Linked DNA regions of Salmo salar: region 1 is linked to region 2. Evidence: chromatin contacts called from public Hi-C data. All regions are on one chromosome and are shown on one strand. Each heading gives the region's core, a stretch centred on a gene start, on an enhancer-like site or on the middle of the called end of the contact. The rest is flanking DNA. Distances are from core to core; before and after follow the strand shown. Region 1 holds the start of cxadr (CXADR Ig-like cell adhesion molecule). Region 2 has its middle 100 kb from the start of cxadr.

Region 1 (6,982 bases), core at 2,181-4,680, 100 kb before region 2:
AGTGCCTCGGTTGATGCACAAAACCCCAATCAAGTCCAGTTTTGTGACGAAAGGCTACTTATCTTGTCCCACAACAGATGACGAGGAATCCTGAAGCATGCGAGCGCAAATTCAAACGTCTTCTCACACACTTAGTTGACCTGAAGCGTTTTCCTGGGGCATGATGTGACGATGCCCAGAGGCAGTTGAAGTTCTTCATACAGCAGGTGTTGAGACGTCACTGTCTGTTCAGAGTATGATCTGCAGAGAACTGCTCTGGACACCTTTTTCTTTTTAGAGCGTCTGAAGGGTAAAGAAAACAACCGAGACCTCTGGCCAGTAACTCATTGTCCTTGTGTTCTTCCATGGACAGGCCTCGGCAGTCAACTCCGCTCTCACTGTTGTCAAAAAAAAGTAGCAGTCCTCCACAGCACAGACTGGTGTATGACTCTTAGAGAATGTAGGAGGACTAAAGAAAGTCAAAACGCCACCAATGATATCTTTCTGCAAATCAGCAAGGCAGAAATATCAAGACTACCTAGATGCACAGCAGGACCACGAAAAGGGAGAGAACAAGAGATGCCTGGAAAAGGACAACTATTGCAAAAATACATGGAAAAGGTAGCTGCAGAGGTGGAGACCTCAGTCCGGAGAATTCATAATCAAGTTCAACAGTTTCCAAAGTTCAATAGAAGATAAAAAGGCTGAGCTTACTGGACTGTTGTGAGCACTCACTCACTCAATGAGTACGTTTACATGCACATAATAATGTGATAGTGGCTAGATAGTCAGATTTAAAACGTTTACATGCTTTGCAAGAATAACTTTCCATAATCTTGTTTACATGGACACATCTGAAGTCAGGCTACCTGATGGCACGCTGATAAATGCAGACAATCGGCTTTCAAAATAAATGTTCTACCACAGAGTACGTTATTTTTGGGAAGCATATTTGATTGAGTTCGAAGACGATTTTGGTCTGTCCTACAATAAAGTAGTTTTATTGTTGTCATAGTTTAAAACTTACTCAATCATGTTGATCTCATTGACTGTCCTGATCTTTAATGCATAGCTGCATTTTATGGATTTGAGTTCTCCAGCAATTTGTGGCTTCAAATTATTGCTGCTACAGTTTATAAATAAAATGATTAACATAGCACAATATCAATTAAACAATGTTACATAACATCAGTGGTGTAAAAATACTTCAAAGTACTACTTAAGTAGTTTTGTAGTATCTGTACTTTTCTATTTATATTTCTGCCAACTTTTACTTCACTACATTCCTAAATAAAATAATGTACTTTTTACTCCGTACATTTTCCCTGACACCACCTGTTTTGACAGAAATGGTTCAATTCACGCACTTATCAAGAGATCATCCATGGTCATTCCTACTTCCTCTGGTCTGGCGGACTCACGGAACACATGCTTTGTTTGTAAATTATGTCTGAGTGTTGGAGTGTGCCCCTGGCTATTCGTCAATAAAAAATATATTTGTGCCCTCTGGTTTGTTAAGGAATTTGAAATGGATTATACGTTTACTTTTGATGCTTAAATACATTTTAGCAATTCTATTTACTTTTGATACTTAAGTATTTGGTTTTAAGTATACTTAAGGCTTTTACACAAGTAATATTTTACTGGGCGACTTTTACTTGAGTCGTTTTATATTAAGGCATCTTAACTTTTACTCCAGTATGATAATTTGAATACTTTTTCCACGACTAGAAACAATTGCGTAATAGGAACTACTACAAATGTATGGTCCTTAAATAAATATTAGTGCTTAAAAAAGTACTTCAGTCATTGAATTTGACTTGCCACTGTCTGTACAAACCCTGAGTCATTTTGAAGCCTTGTTTGTCCATTGTTTACCTCTTAACTACACCATTCATGTTAAATCCCTCGGTCACCAGTCGAGGCACTAAATTGTTGATATACATTCAGTGACGACAAATTCTTGTTGGCTTCTTTTCCTCTCGTGCAGATATGGAGAGAGAAACCTTGCTTTCACTGTTGCCAGTTTCTCTGGTGATGACAAAGAGGATGTGACTAAGAAGGTGACCAGCGCTGTTGAGAGGGTGACATCTGACTACCACTCCTGTTCCTCCTCAGACGAGGATAGTGGCCTCAGGGAAACCCGTCCTCCCCCTACCTTCCCTCAAAATCGCCATAAATACCAGGTACAACCAGTAACGAACATAGAGGTTGCGTTGCCACAATTTCGTGTTCCATACAGTCTTGTCTGAATACCTCCTTGGTCGGCTCTGACAATGGGGGAAATATAATTGAAATTGACCCCTGTTTTATTGTTCAAAGGTGATCTACCCAGCTACTCCTTTGTGGCGTCCTCCAGTGCCCAAGCAGAAGATGTGGCCAGGTAAAGGATATAATGGACCTCCACGTCCTCCTCACTATAACTTCAGAACCCAAGGTAGACCCACCCAGCCCTTCAGACACAATGACTGGGCCCCACCTGGCCACAGAAGGTGGCACGGATACTGGGGTGTCACTCCAGGCCTGGCTCACTGTTAGGGACCACTGTAGCAAGTGTGCTGTTAGTGTTAGCCTGTTCCAGGTTCCCTGAGCTGTGAAAGGGTGACCACTAGAGCAAGCAATATAGTTATTGTTGGAGGAGAATGAGGGCAAACTAAATTCACTAACATGACTGACCACATTTTAAAAAACTATTTTAGTAGTTTAATAGTCACTCTGGAAACTCTTGAATTTGATAATTTTTTTTGTTTTGATAAGAACATTAACTCTTTGCACTTTAGATCATTTGTAATCGTGTGAGTAAAGGAATCTACAGTTGTAATGGAGAAGGAATATTGGAATTAGTATTTTCATGTATTTTATAGCTATGAAGATATATGTACTGTATTTATATTTGATGGATAATTGTATGTTACCTACTGTACTGTCCATCAGTTATGTTCTAATGAGAATTTCTTTTATTTATTCAGTTTACTCATGAATTGTGCCAACCTCTTAAATTATGAGACATTAAACAATTTTTCAAATCATACTCTGTTGCTGTTTTGATATTTTACTGCAGTGTAATTTGAATGCTTGTTGCCTTCATCCCATAGGCTTACAGTAAACACCATATTATATGCAAATACAATATGTTTGTCTATGGCAGACAAATAATGTACATATTTGTATTACACCTGTTGAATTCAGACGTTCTGATCAAATGTGTGCACTGTCATTATAGACCTACATTGTAAAGCTTTTCACAACTATATTTTAGAGCTTTAGCTTGGTCTTGTTCTGTGTTTCAAAGTTGAACAGTAAATGTACTATTTCTATAACCATTGATTAGAAAGCGGTGTCCTTTCAGTGTTGTGAACGCATGTAATACGGCAGGGGGCGTGAAAGTGTCTTCGGAAACACGACTTGGGTACTGTCCGGAAATCACGTGTCTAGACTCCAGCTCCTATAATGCACCTGCTGAGGCGTAGCGGGATCGGTGAGTTTTGATGCTTCGGGAGAGTGCTCTGGCAGTCGGAAGCACCGCATAACTTTATTTTTCACCTGTGTTTTGAAAGAAAATTATTGGAATAGACCGAAAGGAATGGATTTCACGATACTCCACCTCTGCTGTGTATTGATTAGTCTTATCGCAGGTAAGTTTGACATCCACCGGCTACTTTTTTTTATCCTACATTTTCATAAGCGCGAGCGAAAATGCGAGTGCTGGCGACGAGCACCATGCTAAAAAGTTAAGATGTTTGCGAATAAAACAACGAACTGGTTGTCTGTTCTATTGAATAACATGTCAAATAATTACTTTAGATTATACAATTTGCTTACGAGTGTTTTTACTTATAATATTGAAAATGGCTAGCTAGTTTAGCGTAGTTCTAACTAAGGAATTCAAAATTCTATCAAACTAACTAAATAACACTTGTCAAAATGTGATAACCCAAAAATGATATCCTTGAATTCTGGAGTCCCAAATGTAGGCGCACTGTGCATAAAGTAACGTAGATATTTATTGTTGAAATTACTGGAAATGCGTTTGACTTGAATAACATGTATATGTTTCAACACATGGTTTATTGAACTCACATTATGGATAATATGCTAGAGCAGTTAAATTTTTTGTACTGTAAACATAGTTGCTAAATTGATAGGTTACATCGTGGTGAGATTTTTTTTCCCTACACTCAGCAAAGCATTTTTGAACGCTACCTAGTTGTTTTTGTTTTGCAACTGGTAGTTAACAGTCACACAATAGCCTGATCCGCCTTAAAACCTGTAAAGAGCTTCAAAGTGCTGCGTTTTCTGTCTGCCATCTGCCAAGACAATTTAAACTGTATTCGCCCCTCCCGCGCTAGGCAGGAGTCCGAAGGTCTTAAATGACATGTAGGTGCTTTCTAAACCCAGACAGAAATGAATCTTAATCACATGTTGGTCGCTTACTATCGACTAGATTTATGTCCCTGAAATATATTGTTACTCTATGTGAGTGGGAACTCTCTACAATTACGCCAACAGTAAGTGTAGCCCATTTTGTTTTCTTTAGTCTCATGGATGGAAAACAGGGCCTAATTAGTTTTAATTCACAATCCTTCACCATTTTATTTGTTCAGGTCCATTTTCTCCTGACTGCAAAAAATATCCCACACTTCTGTCACTATTCCTCCCCAAAGTAATATGCCACTACAACACACAATGTCCTGCTTATATGAATCAGTGATGGAAAAAAAGATTGAGGCCATCGACTCATGGCGTGTTCGATGCAGTGGTATCATACACGCTGCTGGAACTGTTGAAATGGGTTTTGGCTCTCACATCATCTAGTTGGGATGGAAATCACCCTCTTATCAGCAGGTCAGGCAATTCAGATGGGTTGTTAACATTGATTACCAATAAAACTAAACAATACAGCTAAAACGTTTGTCAACTGGGATGCACTTTAGACAGTGTGTATTATTGCTAGTGGGGAGCTCACTGCTACAGGGGAATTCAGCACTCCTATTATTATTTGTGTGTCACTTGTAGCTTGTCGCTGTCCTGGAATTTCCACTGAAACCAGCCCCTCCCTCTCTCACCACAGGAGTGAAACTATGATACTGTAGATGGATTGTGTTACTGTTAGTATCAGCCTGTGTTCTGTAGCTCAAAGGTTCCCTGAACTTTTAAAGTGGAGCTGCCACTGCAGATGGAGCCATGGTTAGGGCAATGATATTCCGCTCCACTGGTTACTGATAAACCCCTGCAATAATGAAGTGCTTCGTTTACACAGGCAGGCACAACTCTTTCTGCCGTGTTCAAGCCCTGGCACAGTGAGGGTAATGTTTAAAAGTCTGGTTAGGGGTGTCGTTATACTTGCCCACCAGTACATTTTTCTGTAATGCAATACATTTTTGTACATGAGTAGATTTTTGTACCATAATAATGGCTTCATGGGCTCATCATCTGGAGTGCTGTCAGGCTTATCGTGGCATTCATCTGACATTGCACAGGGCATCCTCTTCACAATGGGGATTCAATGCAACTAGGACATTTCTAGCCTATATGTTAGATTTCATGAAGCTTTCATTATATTATTAGGCTGACCTAAATGCTTCAACAAAAACATTTACAAGCAAATATCACACTATATAAAGCAAAGGATGCCTAGCAGGTTATAGTTAGTTTCTGGAGATGTGATGTAACGGTTTCTTAAAACCGTTCATATAGACTAGCTTTGCCTACTGAAACAAATACGTTTTTACAGGGAGCTCAATGTCAAAGGTGATTCTCCTCTTTCCGAGGCTTGTGTCAAGGCTGTGTCCAAGGCGCTTCTGTATTTGTCATGTCAGAAACATATTCTCTATATCTTCTCCATAGTCCCTGACAGCCCTGTCTAGTCCTGGCTGCATTAAGCAGATGCCAGTAGACATCCTCCAGCCAGTCAGCACTTTTGATGTTTGTTTAAGTTGTGGGGCCTGGATGGTTATTTTCTCTGAAACCTGAGGAGGTCTCCTGTAGAGCCAGCTCTGATCCTCCTCCCCCTTCACCCCTAGCCTACTCTGCCCCCCTTCATCCCTGGCTGTGGACTGGTCAGCGCTGAGTGAAGCTTGGGACCTAGGGTAAGGTAAATGCAGAGAGACTCAAAGTGCAGCAGACCAAGGATGTTGTTACCTGATAAGCTTGCTGCACTCCATGCCCCGCTGGGAGCTCATTGCTAGGATACCTTTTCTAAACATGCAAATCAATAATAATTTGTCACATGGGTTGAGTACTACAGGTGTCAACTTTACAGTGAAATGCCTACTTACGAGCCCTTTCCCAACAATGCAGAGTTAAAAAGTAAGACAAATTTGCTAAATAAAATAGTAACACAATAATGAGGCTATATACAAGGATTACCGACACAGAGTCAATGTGCAGGAGTACAAAGTAGTTGTAGGTAGAGGTAAAAGTGATAAGGCAATCAGGATAGATGATCAACCGAGTAGCAGCAACGTATGTGAAGAGTGTGTTTGTATGGGGTTTGTATTCTTGTGTTTGCATGTGTGTGTTGAAGTGTCAGTGTAATGTGTGTGGGTAGAGCCCGGTGAGTATGTAAAAATTAAATAAACAGGTCAGTACTAATAGTCTGGGTAGCCATTTGATTACCTGTTCAGTAGATCCTGGGGGTGTCTCTGTTTATATTGGTGGGTCTGAAGGGATTCCTTTTGTCACTCATCAAACCAAAATTCTTAGACACAAATGCATTTTTTAATGTTCACTTAGTCTATTGTTCGCTGATCATGGCCAGGGTGAGGTTCCTTTGACCTAACTTAAACTCACCCTTTCTGGTTTCAACTCAGAAACAAGCATATCATAATGTAGTATGGGGTTTCAGGCATCCAGCCAGCCTAGTTTTCAGTTCTGCTCTCTGAAAGAAATTGAGATATATTTGTTCAGGTAATAACACAATTGCACAAGAACATATAATTTTATATTTGATGGTTTGCAAAGTCTGGCCCTTTGATAAATCTAGAAAGTGACACGGCAAGAG
Region 2 (7,242 bases), core at 1,381-3,880:
CCTACGGTGAAGCATGGTGGTGGCAGCATCATGCTGTGGGGATGTTTTTCAGTGGCAGGGGCTGGGAGACTAGTCTGGATCGAGCAAAGTACAGAGAGATCCTTGATTAAAACCTTCTCCAGAGAACACAGGACCTCAGAGTGGGGCGAAGGTTCACCTTCCAACAGGACAACGACCCTAAGCACACAGCCAAGACAACACAGGAGTGGCTTCGGGACAAGTCTCTGAATGTCCTTGAGTGGCCCTGCCAGAGCCTGGACTTGAACCCGATCCAACATCTCTGGAGAGACCTGAAAATATCTGTGCAGTGACACAAGAAGCCTTAAGGCTGTAATCACTGCCAAAGGTGTTTCAAGAAAGTGCTGTGTAAAGGGTCTGAATACTTATGTAAATGTGATATTTTAATAAATGTTTTATATTTATACGTTTGCAAGTAGGCAGTAGGCAATAATTTCCTTTCTTTTTCGGCATCAGACATGACTAACTCTCACTTGAAACATCGTTTTTGTATTTAACAGGCTAAATTACACTATGTTAACATATGAACCCAACGTGATCTCTTCTCCCCGGGCGCCGAAGACGGGGATGTCGATTAAGGCAGCCCTCCGCACCTCTCTGATTCAGAGGTGTTGGGTTAAATGCGGAAGACACGTTTCAGTTGAATGCATTCAGTTGTACAACTGACTAGGTATCCCCTTTTCCCTTTCCTTTTTCTTGCAATTTGTAGTCTATGACATTTCAGATTTAAATCATAATTTTTCACAAAGTAATTTTTATGTATAGAAATACTTTTTCAAAGTAACTTTAGTTAAGTAAACTATATTTTTCTCAATGGTAGCTTAACTTCTTTCTGTGTAAAGTAATTGAACGCTTGGTAAACTGTATTTTCAGTATAGCTTTCCTGCCACTACACAGTGGACATAGTGTTATACAGGATCTCCCACATACCATATCTTTTGTATTTTTCCACATCAACTGTCACCGTCCTGCCCATCCTTTCTCAAAATATGCAGGCAATAATACAAAGGAATTCCTATTGTTTTAAACTTTGTCATGAGCGCAGACTGGGTGCATTTAGGTCTAGTGTGAGGTGAGTTTGGTATAAAAAAGAAATTATCTGTGATTATAGCCAATAGTACCTATAGCAAAGAGGTAGGTTGACTACAGTTCCTAATGGAAAAAAGTATGTTAAATGCTATTGTGCGAACAATGCAATGCATGTTGATTGAATATTGTCTTACAATCTCTGTTATGCATATTGAAGTCAAAATGCATAACATTTTCCGTACACACATTACCACATGCCTCTCCTCTCTAGTGATTTAAGAACTGTACAAAATAAATATCTTTCTAGCATCACTTTCATTTTAATAGCTGGAGCACCAGCCGTAATAGAGCTCAGATTAATGAGAGCATTCTGAGGGGTGAACAAACATCAGGGGAACATTACCACGAGATTGCCAGGGATATTTGACCATTTATAAGAAGGGGAAGTATTTTTAAGAGAGTTGGAAGGAGCGTGTTCGATTGGATGTGATTAGGATTGTTGTCAGGGGAAATATCCTGTGTATTCCCACCTAATTACCTTTTCTATAGATTTATTTAGGCTGTTATGGGCAGTCAGTGCATAGGATAGTAATCGGCTACAGATTATGCATCTGAGGGGTAGAGGAGCGGTAGTACATTTTAAACATGTTTAAGTTTTTAGGCTCTTCTGAGGTCCCTATGGGTTATTCTGGGCCCCTCCCCTGCCACAGAATATCACAATAGGAAACCACTATAATGGCAACCTATGAAGAAGGAGGGAAAAATAACTCCTAGTGAAGCTTATCGCATGACCTCCACACAAATGCCTGGCTACCTCTACTGCTGTAAGTACTACCAGTATGGTTAGGGGTATGACTACCTCTACTGCTGTAAGTACTACCAGTATGGTTAGGGGTATGACTACCTCTACTGCTGTAAGTACTACCAGTATGGTTAGGGGTATGACTACCTCTACTGCTGTAAGTACTACCAGTATGGTTAGGGGTATGACTACCTCTACTGCTGTAAGTACTACCAGTATGGTTAGGGGTATGACTACCTCTACTGCTGTAAGTACTACCAGTATGGTTTGGGGTATGACTACCTCTACTGCTGTAAGTACTACCAGTATGGTTAGGGGTATGACTACCTCTACTGCTGTAAGTTCTACCAGTATGGTTAGGGGTATGACTACCTCTACTGCTGTAAGTACTACCAGTATGGGTAGTGGTCTGACTACCTCTACTGCTGTAAGTACTACCAGTATGGTTAGGGGTATGACTACCTCTACTGCTGTAAGTACTACCAGTATGGTTAGGGGTATGACTACCTCTACTGCTGTAAGTACGACCAGTATTGTTAGGGGTATGACTACCTCTACTGCTGTAAGTACTACCAGTATGGTTAGGGGTATGACTACCTCTACTGCTGTAAGTACTACCAGTATGGTTAGGGGTATGGCTACCTCTACTGCTGTAAGTACTACCAGTATGGGTAGTGGTATGGTAAACCTCTACTGCTGTAAGTACTACCAGTATGGGTAGTGGTATGGCTACCTCTACTGCTGTAAGTACTACCAGTATGGTTAGGGGTATGGCTAGCTCTACTGCTATAAATCCCATTTATTACTAGTTTGGGGTTAGGATTAGGGTTATGGCTATCTCTACTGCTGTAAATACAATGTATTACTAGTTTGTGTTAGGATTGGGGTTATGGCTAGCTCTACTGCTGTAAATAGTAGGCCTAGTATTACCAGTCAAGGGTTAGGGTTAAGGCTTGGCTGTGTGTGCGTGTGCACGTATGTCCATGTGTTTATGCTTTTATGTGTGTATTTGTATTATCTCAAGGTTCTCTGTTTACTTCTCACCAAAGTCAATGTAAGGTTAACACTTTTTTTCCCCTTTCTCTGTTTGCCATACTGCTGCTCTTCCAGTTTGACAGCATACATCGCTGCTGATGACAGTATACATTTCCACTTCAACAAAATACCTGCCAGACTGGTTCTTTCTCTTTATATGAAGAAGATGAGGTGGAAAGACATGAGCACAACTCTACAGCAAGTAATTATATTCTGGGAGCTCTTTGCCTTATTGTCCCTCTGTCTGCGCTCATGACATAATTTTTTATAATACTTTGTCTCCATCTAGTGTTCGAGCAGGAGAGCACACATTTTCAATGAAACCATTTCCTGAACTGTTCTCCATACATACTAAACTTTTCAGAGATCAATATGCCCCATGCCATGGTGTTTAAAACAAAACAAAATTATACAAACAAATATATATTGGCTGGTTTAGTCATGTGATTAAGAGGAAGAATCCTACAAATAAGACTGTCTATGCTTCCAGGAGTGATTCCGACTACGCTTGGACCATTCTGGCCGCGCGCTTCTGGGACCGTTCTGGCTACGCTTCCGGGACCGTTCTGGCTACGCTTCCGGGACCGTTCTGGCTACGCTTCCGGGACCGTTCTGGCTACGCTTCCGGGACCGTTCTGGCTACGCTACCAGGACCATTCTGGCTACGCTACCAGGACCATTCTGGCTACACTTTCTGGGCCATTCTGACTATGCTTCTGGGGCCATTCTGGCAACTCTGCCTCTACTCTGTTTAGATGAATTACTAGAAACTGCAGAGTGATAACTGCCACCTCACTGTGCTCATCACGGATTTGGACAACATGCTATTTAAAGGTAATTTAAGATGACATATGCAGGGTTTACTATGAATCTGGTCTCTGCGAGCGAACTCAGGAACTTTGCCTTTAAAAGGTGCATTGCATACATTGCTGATTGGTTAAAAGTCAATTCCACAAGTCACCACCTGCTAAATCTATGATGTTAAAATGCCTATTTACTCTGTTCCATCTGACTGCGCAATCCACCGTCTCATCAGCCCAGCCAGGCAATTTATAAACTTGATCTCCACTATAAAAAACTTCTAGACATTATCTCACATTTACTAAAGATTTTCATTTAGTTTTCAACAGTGGAGATTTGTAATAACCTTGCTGTCTGTCTCTCCGACATTTGCAACATTGTTTCAATATTAAAATTGGATCTCCAGCTGTCCTATAGTAAGGAACGTGTCGGGAGTCAGGACGAGACAGACAGACAGACAGGCAGCTTCTCTTAGCCAGTCTTGAATTATGAATCAGCTGGCATCATTTTTATGGATATATACAAAGAAATATAAATTGAAAAAAGGTACCGCGAAATGAAGTAGTGCTAGTGTGCAGTCTTTCCAGCTTCAGTTTGAAGTGATTGTGTTAGCTGTGTTGGCTAGCTCCTGTGAACAAAAGTATCCTGATGAGAGAGCACATTTTCTATGCCAGGCTAAATTGTGCCTCATTAGCTCATTGTTATGGATGTATCCAAATAAATGTCACTAGAAAACAGTTTAAACAAATGCAAATGCAGCTACTGTTATTCTGGCTGCACTGTTTGATGTGCTGTAAATTAGCTGTAGTTGACTAGCTAGCAAGCAAGGGATAAGAACGTTGCCAGCTAGTATGACAATGGAACATTTAGAACGGACAACTGGGTCGCGTCCATAGATACAGAACAAAAAGACTGAACGACTGGTTCGCATCTCTGGCAACCGAATCGATAGAACAACCAGCCGGCTTGGGTAACAACCCTAGATTTGTGTCGGGACTATATCTTGTGGAAGGGTGAAATAGTATGAATAAATTCAGCAAAATAACGTTTTTAATTAAATTATGTATATCATTATTTGAATATGTTGGTTAACCCTTTGTATGCCCTCAATATTTTGGCACGGTTTGCTGGCCCTGGACTTCGTCTTGGGCCTAACAACACCCGTGCCAATATATCCTCCAAACACCGGCTTCTCGGGCATTATCACTTAATTATTCTATCAGCATTGTGCAATGGGGATAACAGTTCTAACTACATATAGTACAACAACAATTTTTTTTTTTTAAATAATGAAATGTATGCATTCACTACTGTAAGTCGCTCTGGATAAGAGCGTCTGCTAAATGACTAAAATGTAAATGTAAATATAATAGATAATCTTTGCTATATTACAAAGCATCATGCCCCTAAGCCCGACATCCACCTGGCACAGGAAGATTTAAGTGTCCTCCCCAAGTCCCTCCCCAATAGTACCCGCAAAACACAAGTCTCAACGTCAACAGTGAAGAGGCGACTCCGGAATGCTGGCCTTCTAGGCAGAGTTGCAAAGATAAAAAGCCATATCTCTGATTGGTCAATAAAAAGAAAAGATTAAGATGGGCAAAAGAACACAGACACTGGACAGGGGAACTCTGCCTAGAAGGCCAGCATCCCGGAGTCGCCTCTTCACTGTTGACGTTGAGACTGGTGTTTTGCGGGTACTATTTAATGAAACTGCCAGTTGAGGTCTTGTGAGGCGTCTGTTTCTCAAACTAGACTCTCTAATGTACTTGTCCTCTTGCTCAGTTGTGCACCAGGGCCTCCCACACCTCTTTCTATTCTGGTCAGAGACAGTTTGCACTGTTCTGTGAAGGGAGTAGTACACAGCGCTGTATGAGATCTTCAGTTTCTTGGCAATTTCTCGCATGGAATAGCCTTCATTTCTCAGGACAAGAATAGACTGACGAGTTTCAGAAGAAAGGTTTTTGTTTCTGGCCATTTTGAGCCTGTAATTGAACCCACAAATGCTGATGCTCCAGATACTCAACTAGTCTAAAGAAGGAGTTTTATTGCTTCTTTAATCAGGACAACAGTTTTCAGCTGTGCTAACATAATCGCAAAAGGGTTTTCTAATGATCAATAAGCCTTTTAAAATGATAAACTTGGATTAGCTAACACAACGTGCCATTGGAACACAGGAGTGATTGTTGTTGATAATGGGCCTCTGTATGCCTATGTAGATATTCCATAAAAAAATCTGCAGATTTCAGCTACAATACTCATTTACATTAACAATGTCTACACTGTATTTCTGATGAATTTGATGTTATTTTAATGGCCAATTTTTTTTTGCTTTTCTTTCAAAAACAAGGACATTTCTAAGTGACCCCAAACTTTTGAATGGTAGTGTACTTAAGTATCAGAAGTATTTTTTCTTTGTTTAACCTTTCTTTAACTATGAAAGTCAGTTAAGAACAAATTCTTACTTACAATGACAGCCAAAAACTAACCCGGACGACACTGGGCCAATTGTGCGCCGCCCTATGGGACTCCCAATCACCGGCAGTTGTGATACAGCCTGTAATCGAACCAGGATCTGTAGTGACACCTCTAGCACTGAGATGCAGTACCTTAGAGCGCTGCGTCACTCGGGAGCCCAAAGTAAATGCTGTAAATCATATATTAAGCAAACCAGATGGCACAATTTAATTTTTTTTCATTTACAGACAGCCAGGGGCACCCTCCAGCACTCAGATATCATTTACAAACAAACAAAGCATTTGTGTTCAGTGTGTCTGCTAGATTAGAGGCAGTAGGGATCCCCTGTTCTCTTGATAAGTATGTGAATTGGACCATTTTCCTGTCCTTCTAAGCATTCGAATGTAACGAGTACTGTTGGATGGCAGGAAAAATGTATGGGAGTAAAAAGTACATATTTATTTTAGGAATGTAGTGGAGTAAAAGTACTCAAATCTATAAATAGTCAAGTAAAACTGGGGTGAAAGTAACACCGGGTAAAGTAACACGCCCATTTTCTCAGATAACACAGAAACTGGAATGACGAAGTGAAGTCCGCAAGTTCCTAATGTGGAGGACGAGCTCCCTGCAAAAAAAAAAAACAGTTATCAACAAAAAGTGGTTTTGAGCGATGTATGTTAAAAAAAATGGACCCAGAAGTATTTTTCAGTCGTAGTGTTGTGTTTAGTTGTTTAAGATTCCAAACATGTCATTTTCTTAACCCATCTAGTGACTAAATGACAGAATAGGTTTTAAGTATCATGCTAGCTAGTCTTGGGTGTTAGCCTGGGAGAAGTTACAGGAGAGAAGGGTGGGACGAATGCAACAACGTAAACTGATGACCTGGAATAAAAAATAATAAAAAATACAATTGTTTAAGCACAGGCCATTGTCTCCCCTGGTTCAAATTGCTTTTATAATGTTAGCAAAATATCAACAAATGACTGAATGTTTAAAAGTTATATGACATCATTCGAATTATGCCCTAATCAATTGCCTTAATGGATCAGTGAGAACACCTAAACTTTTATCTGCAGGTAGCCTAGTGGTTAGAGCGTTGG

The links. Hi-C and Micro-C count contacts between places; a contact is called where the count stands out from the background.
Region 1: a Hi-C map of gill shows a contact between it and region 2, with 9 times the contacts expected there. The contact joins the promoter of cxadr here to the enhancer-like site in region 2. A contact is called at or near these places in 2 of 3 Hi-C or Micro-C datasets (gill and muscle).

Annotation. Positions count from the first base shown.
Region 1 is chrssa13:79,603,332-79,610,313 of Ssal_v3.1, reverse strand. It overlaps cxadr (CXADR Ig-like cell adhesion molecule), which reads left to right and starts at 3,430. Exons shown (of 7, transcript XM_014137876.2): 1 at 3,430-3,614. The coding sequence starts at 3,563. btg3 (B-cell translocation gene 3) reads left to right here. Exons shown (of 5, transcript NM_001141217.1): 4 at 1,970-2,165; 5 at 2,302-3,007. The coding sequence ends at 2,517.
Region 2 is chrssa13:79,502,604-79,509,845 of Ssal_v3.1, reverse strand. No RefSeq gene overlaps it. Among protein-coding and RNA genes, the nearest start is that of cxadr, 100 kb to the left of the region's middle. Within about 2 kb of position 2,630, at least 3 of the 13 cell types and tissues checked have an H3K27ac peak or open chromatin away from gene starts, as enhancers often do. A contact at or near this core is called in gill, where this site is marked.